Linked DNA regions of Zea mays: region 2 is linked to region 1. Evidence: chromatin contacts called from public Hi-C data. All regions are on one chromosome and are shown on one strand. The core of a region is the stretch at or near the end of the contact, and the rest is flanking DNA. Distances in the headings are between cores, read along the strand shown. Region 1 holds the start of LOC103646156 (sphingolipid delta(4)-desaturase DES1-like). Region 2 holds the start of LOC103646158 (WD repeat-containing protein 44).

Region 1 (7,422 bases), core at 2,920-5,419:
GCTTCTTTAAATATGAAAGGAAGCGCGTATACTGGTGTCCTGTGGGACTTTCGGCGGATCCGTGTGGTTAGCTAGGTTTGGGCCTGGGCAAAGAATCCATTTCCCCAACCGAAAGGAACATTGGGTTCCTTCCTATTGGCTGGGGCTGTTGTTTATGTTCGATCATCACAGAATTTAATAGCAGCCTGGAGCTGGGACGAACTCCGGGGGTGTCAACGCGCCATTTTGACAGCTCGTGCTGGGCACGGTGGATCCAGCACGAAAAAACGAGCCATTGATATCACAAACAAGCTGTTCCGACGAATCGAAATGCTTACACCAAACATGAGTTCACATCACACGCGACCAAAAAAAAAACAAATTGAGCACACGGCGACTACGAGTCTTTCTTCTGCGCCTTCCTCTTCATCCGGCTGAACGGGCCGACCGTCCGGTCCATGATGTACATGTAAATGACCTGGCTCCAGGACCTGTACGACTCGAGGCCGTCGTAGTACTCCGGCGCCATCTCCTTCACCCTGTGCAGCCGGGTGCCCGGGATCCTGGGGAAGTCGTGGTGCTCGTTGTGGTACCCCACGTGCCACGCCACCAGGTTCAGGGGCCCGTAGTACGAGTAGGTCTCCTGCTCGGGGCTGAACACGTAGTGCTCCGAGATGAAGTGGCCCGCCATGGGGTGCATGCCGCCGCCGACGAACGTGGAGAGGACAAGGTAGGCCAGCGACCTCCAGCCGCACAGGTACACGAGCCCGGCGTCGAGGCCGACCTGGGCCGCCAGGTTGGTCAGCTCCCACAGGCCCGGAGGCTTCGGCTTCAGGAACAGCGGCCGCAGAGCGTAGAAGAAGAGCTGGAGCACGACCCACGCGGACTTGCCGGCGGCGCTCCTCACGGCGCGCGCCTCCGCCTGGCTCGGGATGTCCATGTCCACGCCGTCCACGCCCTGGAACCGGTGGTGCTCCAGGTGGTACTTCTGGAACGTGATGGACATGGGCACACCGATGGGGAGGTTCGCGAAGATGCCCAGCCAGCGGTTCAGGGATGGGGTCGCGAAGGCAAGGTTGTGGCTCAGCTCGTGGATGGCCAGGAACAGGTTGTGGTTTAGAAACGACCCGAAGAAGTAGGACACCGTCAGTAGCTTCAGCCAGCTGGCGTCACGGAGGAATGTAGCAGTCCATAGCTGAAGCGACACGACCAAACCAATCTGCAACAACAGGTGAAATAACCATCAAAGAATTGACAAGTCATGGCTTCTGGCTGTACTAAATAATTAAATTGGCCAAACAAGTTTCTAAGCTTAAATTCCCAGGAGATTCCATTAGGAATTCGGACTATACCGTGTCATACAGGTATGGGCAAACAACTTCAGCAAACGCAATAGAACATATACCAATGCTACCAATGCAAATAAGAGTACAACTTATTGCTCCAAAAAGAAAAGAACTTCAGCCTATGGACAAGGATGGTAGCCCTCCTGATTTTTTTTTCTTACAAGGCCATGAGATGTGCGGATGTGCCACATGAAGGCAAAAATCCTTTACTAGGTGCTCTGGTGTAACGGTGAGAGCTGTCTCACCGCATCAACAGGTCACGGGTTCCGGGTTTGAAGCAGCCTCTTCGCATTCGCGGGGAAGGCTTAGGGCATGTTTGTTTACCCCCATGGATTATATAATCTGGATTATTTTTGGAGGATTATATAATCTGGATTATATAATCTGGATTATATAATCTGAGTAGTCCTGTTTGTTTACCCAGATTATTTGAGTTGTTAATAGGATTCTTTTGTATGAGGAAGACAAGAATGCCCTCTATATTTGTACTAGGTTGAAACTCATATATGAAAAAAATAATTCAATTGATATTGGCAAATATTGCATTAGCAATATTATCACGGAAGGCATTCATGTCACCTTCTTCATCCTCAAATTGACTAGTACTAGGCGCAAAAACGATTCGGTGGATTATAATGGCAATGGTGGGTAATTTCTAGAAAACTTGAAAGGGTAGTGGGGAAGTGGGAAAAAATAATCTAAAATAAGCACCTCCTCACTTGCTTATGGATTATCATAATCCAAGGGGTTAGATTATATAATCTGGGCAAATAAGCTGGACTGTTTGTTTGACTCTTAGGATTATTTAATCCAGATTATATAATCTGAGGGGTAAACAAACAAGCCCTTACCTCGGCTTATCTCTTCACCAGACCCCCACACATGTGGGAGCCCCTGCGTCTGCGCCTTTAGCAAGGAATGAAAACGAGATACTCTGATTCAAATGACTGCTCAGATATGGTGCAGGGCACAGTAATTCAGTAAGGATGTGTTAGTGTGCTTTGCAGGTTCAGGCTGTATTCAAGGTTTCAGATAATTCATCTTTTGATAATGTTCTCGCATATTGGCATTAAAGTCTGAGTCGATTTACATTCCTCATTAATGACCGATTGGCCTCAATATGAAAATGAATAATACGGTAAAGATATGACTGTGTCTTGTGGTTGATTTACAGTTCATAATTCCTATGGTTCTTCCCACAATCTCAACATGATAGAGGGTACCAAAGATATGATTGCCGTCTTGTGGTTGATCTGAAATTACTGTCCCAAATGTGTCATACAAAACCGAGGGTGCATTAAGATCAGTAGCAAGATATGCCGTGGCCAAAGTTGTTGGGATTTGCCTACTCTTCAAGGAAGTAGCACCCAATAACTAGTTACGGCTTAGAAAAATTAATCTTTATCGATTCTTAATGCCGCTGAAGTTATAATATTGAAACAACCAGTAAGGTTTAATGATGTCTTGAAAGAAAATGCCGGTAGCCAATAAGAAGCAGCAACTGCCATTTCAGGCACCCTTTAGGGCCCGTTCGGATGCATTGGATTTACACCCGGAACTATTCCAGCTAATCCATGTTAATACAAAATTACAAATAAACATATCATTCCATCTGTAACGGTTGGAACCGTTCCATAGTAAATGAACATGGCCAGGCTTAAAGTTACAGCTGGAAGCCTGGAACTAATTCAGAGCCAACAAGAAAGGTTCAGCATAGCACAATAAAGTGGGCAGCTTATGCCACCTAGCAGTATGCCATTAGGCTCATTATGGCTTGATGAAACAATTTAACGGAGGAAGTACCTGATTTGACTGTATTATTTGGTTACTAATTCATCTTGTTTGCGCCATAAAACCCAATCTTAACAGTTTTGCAGACATCAAATTTGCAGTGTCATAAGGAATATTAACCAGTTAGTTGACGACAAGGCAAACAAATTTACAAAACAAGCAAGTAACAGAAGAAAACTGGAAAGTCCAAAGAAGAGTGCTGCAATCTCCCTAACAAAAAAAAAAGGAAAAAAGAAAAGTATATCTGCAATCGCTTTGTCATAGTGGTGGTTCCAGAATATTTCTAGCAACGTAAGCACCATAGCCTGCACAATGTCAAACTAACCTCGCACAGAAACCGTAAAAAACAGCACATCGACCCCGAATTCAGATATGCGTAGCACTTAACTAATATCGCAGCTCTAGCTTCTAGGGATACCAAACTTTAATGGATCCAAACCGACTTGCATCTGCTCAGCAAACGCCAAACGTCGTAAAAGGGAACAGCGTGAGTCAAACTTTCTGGCGAGCTAAATCCTGGATCCTCTATTCCGCATTCCACACACAGAATCACAGGAGAGAGAAATTAACAGACGCAAAGAGCAAGCCGCAAAGAAAGCAGATCACGGCACCTTGAGGAAGGCCCACGGATCCGGGCCGAAGAGCTCCTTGATCTGCGGGTACTTGGCCAGGATCTCCCGGCGGCGCGACGCGTGCGGCTCGTCCGTGTACGACCAGAAGAAGTCCGTCGCCATCACCCCTTCCTCCGCCTCCATCCCAGCGACCATTGCTCCCTCCCACACCCTGGGCCCTGCGCGAACGGGCGGTCGTTAGCGGACGCAGCCCGATGGCACGGGGTGGCGCTGGAGCCCGAATGCGGGTAGGTGGATTCGTCGGCTCCTTTTCACGCGAACCGGCGGGGCGAATCCTGTGTGCTATCTTTGATGAAAGTATCTACCGGCTATGGCCTATGGGTGGGCGAGGCGTGGAGGCGTGCAGCGGCGGAGGGTGTGGTGTGGGCGAATTTGTCTATTTCGGGGAATCCGGAGGTGACGACGAACATGAACGTGCAGAGAACGTGACGCGGAGCTGGCACTATGGGGTCCACATGTCATCGAAGGCGATGACCATGGGCCAGGGATAGTTTGAGCCTGAATGCAGGTTGATCAGATCGGATCGACATTTGTTGGGCCATGGGCCCATGGCCCATGAAGAAAAGGAACATGAGATGGAAATAGGAAAAAACTTCAGTTTAACCTATACAACTATTGCGGTTGTTCGTTTTTCCTGCTTTATCTACAAAATCACTAACTGTTTTGAGGGATCGAAGTGTGTGTGTTTTGGAAGTCACCGTCTTGAGTTTCTTGGCAACATATTTTGCCACGGGTGTCCTTCTCTTTTTTTTTCTCTTTTTTGAAAGGAAATGTACATATCTTTTCAGTTCCACGCCTTTGCTAACTTGCATTGCATAGCACACATTGTTGAAAACCGGCTTGGATCGATAAGACAACAAGGTGACGGACATGCCAAACCATTCTGAGTTTGCACGTTCACATGGAAAGCACAGGGTCACAGCACCAGACGCATTCAAACAGATCCATCATCCTGACAACTTTTTTTTTGTCACGAACCCTGCATTCTGTTAAGTAACCCTAGTTAGGGTTATGTGGGCAAATACCTGCTTTGCCCCTGAGGGGTCTCACATCTCTATATAAGGAACATGTACATCCCCTCATAATACAGTGATCAGAAAGAGGCCAGAGGCCCAACCCTATATCATGTGTCTCGTGCGTTTCCTCTGTCGTGCTTATGGGAAGGGAGACGGGTTCTCTACAGCTTCTCGCGCCTCTACTGCTGACGGGAGGGAAGGGAGCGGATCTGGTGATCCGTGGTAACGTAGTTCTCAACACGTTATCAGCACGCTCTACTTCGACGTTGCTGCGGGATCAGGTCTGCATCAACTCTTCGTCAAGCCGGCAGGTCTCTTGGCCTTGCCGAACTGTCCTACGCGACAGGCTTCGTTCCCGTTTATCGAACCAGGAATCACGGTATGAAATCTTGAGTGGATCTACAATTTACTGTTCATCGCGTATATTGCCTACGAGCCTGTGTGCATGCTGTTGGTCGGAGCAGAGCACCATTTGATGGTTGACTGGTCTCGGTTCATGCGCCGAGATGACGCGCTGCAGTTCACGAGAAGGCCTGGAGCCACACCGCTGCCTTGTGAAAATCAAAGGCCTGGAGCCGTGCATGCCGGCACCTCCTCCAGAATAGCAGGCTTTGACGTTTTCCTTGCATGGCTGTTCACGTTTCCTTGGAACCGCATGCACCAGCCCCGCAACGTCCGCTCCCACCACGACTACCTCCACATGCACAAACGGCCACATGCCACCCCGCAAGCCGCATGAACAAATGGATGGGCTATTTACGTGAAGGCACCTCACGCATGCACAAACGGATGCGCTAATAAAGTTTCGCATGCTCGTTTGTTTGTTGCTTCATTATCGTGTTTCTTACCACCAAACATACATTTAAATAAATTCTTTATCTTAATTAATTATTCTTTGGCACGAATAATTAGTAGAAAAATGCATGCTTAGATATGAGAAAATGCATATATGCATCTGATCTGCTTATACTCATGCATTAATTCTAGTATTATTTTTCTGCTTTATTTCTCGTAATAGATAATTGGCAGAAATTATTAAAATATGTGAAGGCTATACTGTGCATACTCAAATCGCTCTAAATTTCTGTGTTGCGTTGAGCTTTTTGAACTCACATCGAGCGATTAAATTGTATGGTGGGTACCTAGACATGCCGATCGGACTAAATTAATAATCGGCTGAGCTTTGGCATTGGCTGCGCCCTGGCAACACGATGCAGTATTTGTGTCGTACGAACTTGGCTGCGTCATGTGATTGCTATATAGCACTCTCGTTTAATCGGACAGCTCCCGTTGAGTCGAACCGCCATCGCGGAGTCGCGTATTTTTCGCATGCCCTGTAGGCACTGTCTGTTTGCCGTGATCATCGAGCCACGATTGCGCCTATTGCGCACGTTGCATGGATTTATCGTGTACCCCAATTACCGAGCAATAATTTTGCCTGTTGTACTTATTACGAAGGCTTGTTGTGTTGTCGTAGCCCTGATGGTCGCACACACGTTGACGCCAGATACGCTAGAGCTTGTACTCGCGTGGATTGTGGTGGGTTGTTCAAGCCCCTAAAGTCACATTATGTGCAACCTTCGTAAACAATTTTGTTTAGCTCTATATTTTATTTGCTTGTGTTGTGTGGCATCATATATTTATTTATATTGCCAAATGGCCATAACAACTATATCAAGCTCTATAGTGCTTGAATAATCTGGGAAATTAAATTGAAATACAACAAAACATGGACAAGTTAATTCTCTCCTCTCTCCTCATGCATAAAGTTTTACCCGAAGTAACCCGAATATATATAATATAATGCATGAAAGCCTTTTTGGCATAGAAGATATCACAAATTGGGATTTTATTAGTAAGCAATAAGACCTTATCAGATGAATAAATGCTAGAATCTCAGTCATACATTGCTCAACCAGATGTTGGCACATTGCTATTTGTCGCTGAACGGCATGAAGCGAACTTTGAGATAAATAGCTAGTACCTTAGCAACACGAAGTTGCGAGTACATCGAAAGGTAATTCTGAGAATTTTTTCACAATGTTTGTGTGAAAAACCATTGTGTGTTCCCGTCGAACCAATTTACTCGTCCTATCTAGGACCTCTATGCTTGTGTTGCATACACCTCTCAGAATTGTAAATACTTATAGTCACTGAATTGACTCGGGATAGTCCTTTGACAAGTTTGGTATACACTATAAGCTAAATGGTAAAGGTCGGTCCTGAATGGACATATACCTGGGGTTTATGTAGCCGAACTACACTGAATTTCACCCATTGGCATGCTTACCATTATCTACCTCTGATCTACCAGAAGTGAGAAGAGTAGACAAATAACTATGAAATCCCACATCACCACAGAGCTTGAAGTGTAATTGGACATTAACATGTCCTTGGTCCTCGGAGCCAGAAGAGTCATATGTCTTGACCACTAGACTACTAGTGGTGATAATTTGTGATAGAAATATGAAGGTCTTGTAGAGACATGTTGTACCCTCTCTACCCCTGATGATTTCTTCGTATGAGAGCAGTACTATCTGTTGTTGAAGACGGATCCTAGGCGGATACCAGTATTGTTTCGTTCTTGCCAAGCAGTTATCATCATTTGCTTCATCAAAAGATAGTTATATGGTGATTTTTCCCAGATAAAAATAAATT
Region 2 (7,422 bases), core at 2,095-4,594, 160 kb after region 1:
TTTCCAATCAACAATTTCACGGTTTTGAATGCTCCATATGCGGACTTTTTCATCCAGTGAACCACTAATGAAGTATCTATCATCAACAGGGTTGAACTGGATGCATGTCACTAGGATACAGATTCAACAAAAGAAAATTCAGCATGCTGGCAGAGTGACAAAGATTAAGGGCAAGTGGTGGGTGATTCTTACCATAGTCACTGTGTGAAAATGTTTTTAGACAGGAAGCGCTCGAAATGTGCCACAACTTCACCGTTTTATCCATTGAAGATGAAAGTAAGTACTGTAAAGCATTTCAGAAAGGTATGACTGAGAAATTTTGTAAGGAGTTAATGGAACTTTACCAATCATACTTCCTATGGAGCACTGTCACTGAGCACAAAATCGATATGTAGCCAGCACAGAGAGGAGAAAGATGTTTTCAGCTGGCAACTTAATACCTAAAAGGAATCCAACAAATTTTATGTGTCTAATCATGCACTTGTGCTCTTGGAGGCAACTGGTCGGGTCTAAATGCAACCCCTTTCATTAATAAGTGTGATTAGGGAGGGGTAACTCAAACTTGCAGAACCTGATAAATAGTAGTACCCTACTGATGGTTTGATGCTGTGTGACTTAGCGCCAGACCATCTGTAATATGACTAACAGGTTAGAAAATGTGTGTCCAAGAGACCATAAATTGAGACTCCACAACTTGATGTGACAAGACTTAGTGTCACATTTATATGACCTGTTTCATGGTGTTACTTAAGTTGGGAACACTGAACAAACAACCCTTTTGTACTTGCATTTGGTCAATATAAAAGTTTAAAAAATGGAAAGCACATGATGAGGCAAGATAATCCTAGATTTTAGAAGCCCACACACCTATCCATGATATATTGTGAAACACATAATATCTATTTGATGATAAACAAAAAAATGATAGGAGTTAACAAGTAGCCAACATTTAGAGCCGCAAAAGTAAATTATCAAGGCACTGAAAAAATATGATGTTCATGGCAATCTGGGCATTAATGTTTGGACGTTTGCCATGGCCTGATAATGGTTACATGCTGATAAATTCACCAATATGTGCATACACAAAAAGGTACAATAACTTGGAGGAAGAACGTTTAGGTAGCAAATAATTGATGATATGCATTACAAGTTACCAATTCATCCTTTGCAGCTAATTACGCCAGAAATGCATTAAAATAGGCAGCTCTAGGTGCTATGTTATTTCTGTCCTAACATGGTTGAACCCAATCACCACAAAGATGGCTGCTGGAATAATGCTTCATAAAAATATGCCGTTAACATTTCTATAGTAAAACGAATAACAAGAACTAAGCAATTGTTGTCTACAATCGTTATACTGTTTATGGCATGCTTCTAGATTTCAGCATTTATCAAATTACTGGTCAAAAATAAACTAGGGGCAAGTTTAGAACAAACAGCAACGCTAGAAATACCTGGGATTTGGACCAGCAGAGATCAAGCACATCTTCTGAATGCCCCACGAAGGTCCGAATCGGCTTTTCTGACAGTGCAAACACATGCTCTGGCACCATTAGCCGGTCTGAGCTCACAGACCTACGACCCTCCAAGAACCTTGCCCGACGCTTCTTCTCACGATTGCTCCCATCCAGACTGCTGGCCAAGGCTAATGTTGTCTCCGGTGAACCGTTGCACGCCATGGCAACAAGAGGATTGCACAGTCCGTTCTCCTCGCGTTTCCTCTCAAACTCGGACACTTCCCAGACATGGATCACGCAGTCTTCCCCAGCACTCGCGAGGTACCGGCCATCTGGACTAAACCTGATGCTCCAGATGGACCCATTGTGAGCCTGAATCTCCTGGTTCATGAACAGGCCACTGAGCTCCTTGTACGACTTCCCAGACTGCCTCACCTTAACGCGCACCCGGCCATGGTGCACGGAGGCTCCGGCGCTGTCCTGGCTGTCATCCGTCGCTGAGCTGGACCGGCGGCCGCCTTTCTCCGAGGACGTGTCCTTCTCGTCGCTGCTGCGGCGGTCGCGGGAGGTGACCGCCATGGAGCCGGCAACGTTTCGAAGGCTCCGAAGCCAGCTGCTGTGCCGCCGGTGGCGCGTAGCCCCGTTGCTGGAGTCGGAGTTGGACCTCTGGATGGGGGTGGACGCGCCGTTGTTCGAGCCGGAGCTCCCCACGTTATCGCGTCGCATGAGCTCCTGGACGATAGGCGAGCAGCCTACGCAGAGGTCAACAAACTCCTCCATGGTGAAGTGGCGGCCCGTGCCGACCTCGCGGAGCTGGAACTCCTCCTTGACCACGAACTCGGTGCCGTCGTCGAGGTTCCGGATTAGGCACCTCGGGCCAGCGTCCTCCCCTTCGGGCGTGGCCTCGGAGGAGCCCGACGACGCCTGGCGCGACCGCCCGCCCAGCGGGGGCTTGGTCGACGAGACCGGCACGGCGCCGTCTGATCTGGATCGGGGGATGGGCGAGGCCGGCGCCGGGCGGACGGGCCCGTCGTAGGAGACCGATCGGCCCATCTCGAGGCGCGCTAGGGCGGGGTCCCCGGCGAGCCCCATCATCTGGAGCAGCTTCCGGCGCCGCTCCTGCACGGGCGCCGGCTCCGACGTCCACACGTCGAGCGCCGCCGCCGCCGCAGAGGCGGCCCCGTCCCGTCGCCGTCGCGGGTGGTCGTTGTCGTCATCGTCCGAGGCGGAGGTGGAGGAGCAGGAGGAGGAGAGCACGCGGTCTCGCGACTCGTAGAACACCTCCTCCTCCTCTTCCTCCTCCCCGCCGCCGGCTCTCATCTCCGCGCCCGCATTGACCGCCGAGGAAGATGGAGTCGACACGGCGGCGCCCCGCGGATGGAAATTGCCCCGTGGACGCCGCGGCGATGAGCGGGGGAGGGGGAAGCAAGGCGCCCGCGACCGCGACCGCGCGCAGGTGGAGTCAGATCCACCACGGGCACGAGGCCCGCGACCGGTTCGTCGTCGGACGGGCCAATCGCGACGGGTTCCTACCCCGTGCCGCGCGCCTGCCTGTGCCTGTTCGTGCCTTCCCTCGAAAAAAGTGGTGGTTGGTGCTGGACTGCTGGCGCCGTCGTCGTTGTTATTGCGGGTGGTGATGCTTGCCAATGCCACCACCTCCTCTCCCCCCGCTGCGGCTGCGGCTGCGTGCGTCGTTGTTGTTGGCGATGTTTACCAGCGCCTACTCCGGCCTCCCCTGGCCATGGGGAGGGAAGGTGACGTTAAAAACCCATCGGCCGCTGGACCCAGCCGTCAGCCGGGAGCGTTCGGGCGCGAGCGCGACAAACTTGGGAAAGGGTAACCGCTCGCTCCTGCCGTTTCGGGGAAGTGGATTAGTGCAAGGAGAAGGCGGTCAATTTGGAAGGCGTGTTTTGAGAGTTTTAAGGTGACGCGGAAAGAGGGCGTCTGTCGTGCGCTTTGGCGTCGTCACCTGTGCTATGCCCGAATCATGAGCTGGTGGTAAAAAAAATTCCGTCCCCCCATTGCCCTTTGTTTTGTCTTATTCGTCGATGATTTCCAGAAGGTGCAAAGAGGAATTTCCTTTGAAAAAAAATAAATGGGGGCCAGGCAGACAGTACCTGACTGTCTGATGAGGTAAAGGGTCCGTCGGCGTGAACAAAGCCTCGCTGTGAGAGAGATGTTACTGGCGCCCGTAAAAATTAAGGAAAGCACATACACACGCAGGCGCCATGTGGCATGCGTGCCATGGGTAGCAGCTTGGCACCACATGCGGCGTGTCAGGAGGACCATCGCGCAAACAGTCCATCAAAGATCCACCAAAGCCTCCCCGCGGCCGGGCAGACCGCCGGCAGGCATCCGATGCTGGCAGGTCCTTCTCTCTCTCTCTCTCAAGTCTCAAAGCCCTTCGGCCAGAGCGCGTGCCGCGCAACCCGCGCACACGACGTACCGCCGCTGCCGCGCCGCGCGGTCCCGGTCCCGGGGCGGGCAGCATGAGCGCGGCGGCACGAACGCATCTGGTGTCCCTTCGGTCCCTGCGCTTGATCGCGACGCCGGGGGGCGGGGCGGGGCGGGGCGGGGCGGGGCGCGACGTAAGGGCATGTACAGTGGAGAGACACCAAAACGGTTCTCCAAGCACAAGAGACAACTAAGAGACTCTATTATACAATGGAGTGTCTATAAATGTAGTCTACTAATAAATACAGAATTAAATGCATTTGTACAGCAGCAGATCGATAGAACAGACGACAAATTCGTATAGTAGAAAGTGATGCGTCTGTTACTACTTGGTTTACGAGCCAGAGACGTCTCTTCACAGAGAGACGGCTCTAAGATTTTTTTGCAAATACACCCCTTAAACACCTTAAGAGCCTCCACATTAAACACCACTGTACATGCCCTAGTCGAGCAGAGCAGAGCAGAGGCAGAGAGAGAGGTGTGCAACCGCAAGACCACCGCCCAGCTGCGCTCGCGCCCAAAATCGCAGCGGGCGCGGGCGGGCGGGCGGACGGACCACCGTCCTCGGGCGGGCCCCCGCGGCAATTACCCGCGCTGTCGGAGCAGCCAGGGGCAGCTGGATGTCCATGCTACTCCAACTCCAGGAGCCGCCCCTCTAGCTAACATGTTCGTTTAGGCCGCGGGATTATTCCGGGACGCGTATGCAGTACGTACGTAACGTACGTACGTACAAAAGGGCCCGGTCTGGTTGCCATGCACGCCTGTTCAGTTCTCCTGCAGGCACGTACAGGGTTAAGGGGTGTGGCCGCGCTGATTAAGCAGGCCTCTCGTGGCGGTGGCACGTACGCAGCGTTGGCCAGCTCGGCGGGACAACGACGTGGTCCGTTTCGCTCATCTGTGTTCACGCAGTGGCCGACCAGCGCGGGTCTCCTTCCGACGGATCCACATCCACCGTCCACGGTCTGGTTCCAGCACGATCGATAGTTATATGGAAGCTGAATTATTGCAGGCTCATCAGCAATGCGAACCCATGCCCGCTCGTCCATGCTTTCGTCCTTAATACCCCCTCGCCCCCACCCTCTTTCATTTATACACATGTCCAGAGAAAAGGACATTGCAGACGAAGAATAGCCGTGTGGAGTGCCAAGATCGTATGAGGAAAACAAAGATCGAGAGGCTACTAGCCAAACATAGGCATGCTAACGGCAAAAAATCCAACTCACGTCCACACATATCTAAATCTAATAACTTTGATATAATAACTTTGATATTCATCCCACACACATCCAAAAATATAAGGAAATTAAACTCAACTCATCCAATAATATTATTGACCCCAAACCAACTCGTAATTGGGTGGAAACCCCGTTTCAATGACATACAAAAACATAGTCCATGACATACAAAAACAGTGACAATTTTATAGGTAGTTTTAATGACATACAAAAACATAGTCCACGACATACAAAAACAGTGACAATAATATTATACACTGATACAAAAACAAGTTTGGTCGATGAACATTTAGGTCTCGAGAGAATAACAAAAAACATCTGTTAAAGATCCTTAATGAACAATAATCTTTTTGGCAAGAAATATAAACTAGCAGATGTGGAAAGAGTCTCTTATCAAGCTCAAAGCTAGCAACAATGGAAGGGCACATCTAGGTAGCATCAAAAGCCCACCGAACCACGCATAAATCTCCCTGGAAGTGAAAAGAAAAGAACCATGTGTGAACGGTCCCTGGGGCGACAGTGTTATCGCTTCGTATGCAAGAGCGTGCGCCAGGGGACAGGGGCGTCGGCGTCTAAGTGTGAAAGTGTCTAATTAGCGTCGGGTGTCAGCAGGGGCCAGGGGAGCTCTGTCCGCCGAGGTGAAGACTTGGGGAGAGGGGAGTGCCGGCCGCTGGGGCAGGAAGCAGGATGCGACCGCCGGTGCACGGGTGAAACTTAGAGAGTTAGGGTTGAGTTGGGATGTTGGGATTTGGGACTAAGTTGGTAGTCGACTCGAATACAGTCCTACGGTCTACGGATGGATGGAGACCCATGGAAACCCATGTCTATGCAAATCCATCTACACCCATGGGTATCAACCATTTCGACCCACAATACAAAATAAACACGTCACAACCCACCAAAATAAAACTATTTCTTAAACCCACCTTACATACTGACTTACACCTACCCCGTTTGCATGCCTAGCCAAACAAATCCCTGAGAGTTGATCTCCAGCATCCAAGAACACACATGCTTGAGTCTCGTGCTGATCGACAAAGTCAGCACCAGCTACATATATGGCTTTTGCTAATACTGCCAGCGTGTCCACTACTTATGAAATCCCCTCTCGCGCACATGACAGAGGAGGGGAATACAATATTCGAAAAGCAAAAGCTCCAACGTGCTATAGCTACATACAACTAACTATACAGTGTGCTGCTTTTTAGCTCTTAGCCACGGAATCTCTCGCACGTAAATTTATGCGCACATGAGTTTTGACTAACTAAAAGGTGGTGGACGATAGATGTGACATCGCCGTACTAACTGTTAGTGCGCATCAGATGTAAATGCCTAATCTTTTCCAGTCTAATCCCACTGGCACACGGTGCCCCCGTGAACAAGAGTTGTGGCGCAAGGGACGAAGACTGGATAAGATAGAGGACTCCGTGGTTGATTAATTAACTAACCGACGAAGCAAGCTAACTCTATCAATGCTGCTGCTGCTGCTGCTAACAGCTACTGCATGTTGACGAAAGGCCGCTGTACTGGAGGAGGAGGAGGAGGAGGAGGAGGAGTGGCCCTGCTTGCTAGCGGTGGCAGGCTGCGGGGGAAAGCCTAGAGCCGTAGCCGCATAGGTGGAGGGTGGTACCGGCTGGAAAAGCCTGAAAAAGCCGTCGCCGAAAACATGTGTCCCCATCAATGCATACGCTGTCCAAGTGCCGACGGGGTGGTGGATGGATGTGTGGTGTGGTGTGGCCACGCGCGCGCGTATATGGAACGACGCGAGCACACCCACACACAAACCTACTACTGCTAGTACAAAGGCATGCCAAGGTGGCTGCCGCATGACCTGTTGCCATCTCCAAACAGTCCCAGCAGAGCAGAGCCCTGAGATGATGAGAGTGCCTGCCTGCCTTCTCCAAACGACACATGAGCCCTGAGAGTGCATGCCGGGCGAGCGGGCCGCCCCGTGCCTTCTTGTATGAACGCCGGGAAATCCAAGCTGCGTGCGGTGCAGTGCAGCAGGGTGTACGGTGCTGTTCACCGGACGACGAGCGATCCGCGATTAGCCGACAGATCTCTCAGTAACGCCTCTGCTGCGGCACCGACGACGAATGCATGCATGGGCGACAAATCCCCAAAGTGCAAAGCCTGAACAGAACGCCACAGTGCGCCCGCACTGTTCGACCGCGCTGTGATGCATGAACGCACGCAGGCAGCCCACAGACCACAGTGTCGCTCTCGAGGGGTGCTTGCTTTGTTTGTCTGATAAAAAAAGGCTATACTACTCGTCC

What was found. Hi-C and Micro-C count contacts between places; a contact is called where the count stands out from the background.
Region 2: a Hi-C map of leaf shows a contact between it and region 1, with 4 times the contacts expected there. The contact joins the promoter of LOC103646158 here to the promoter of LOC103646156 in region 1. A contact is called at or near these places in 7 of 25 Hi-C or Micro-C datasets (bundle sheath, ear, endosperm and 2 more).

Annotation. Positions count from the first base shown.
Region 1 is chr2:24,988,417-24,995,838 of Zm-B73-REFERENCE-NAM-5.0, forward strand. LOC103646156 (sphingolipid delta(4)-desaturase DES1-like) reads right to left here and starts at 4,170. Exons shown (of 2, transcript XM_008670877.3): 1 at 3,728-4,170; 2 at 224-1,198. The coding sequence starts at 3,883. The coding sequence ends at 377.
Region 2 is chr2:25,149,829-25,157,250 of Zm-B73-REFERENCE-NAM-5.0, forward strand. LOC103646158 (WD repeat-containing protein 44) reads right to left here and starts at 3,345. Exons shown (of 7, transcript XM_008670878.4): 1 at 1,455-3,345; 2 at 193-283; 3 at 1-110. The coding sequence starts at 2,777.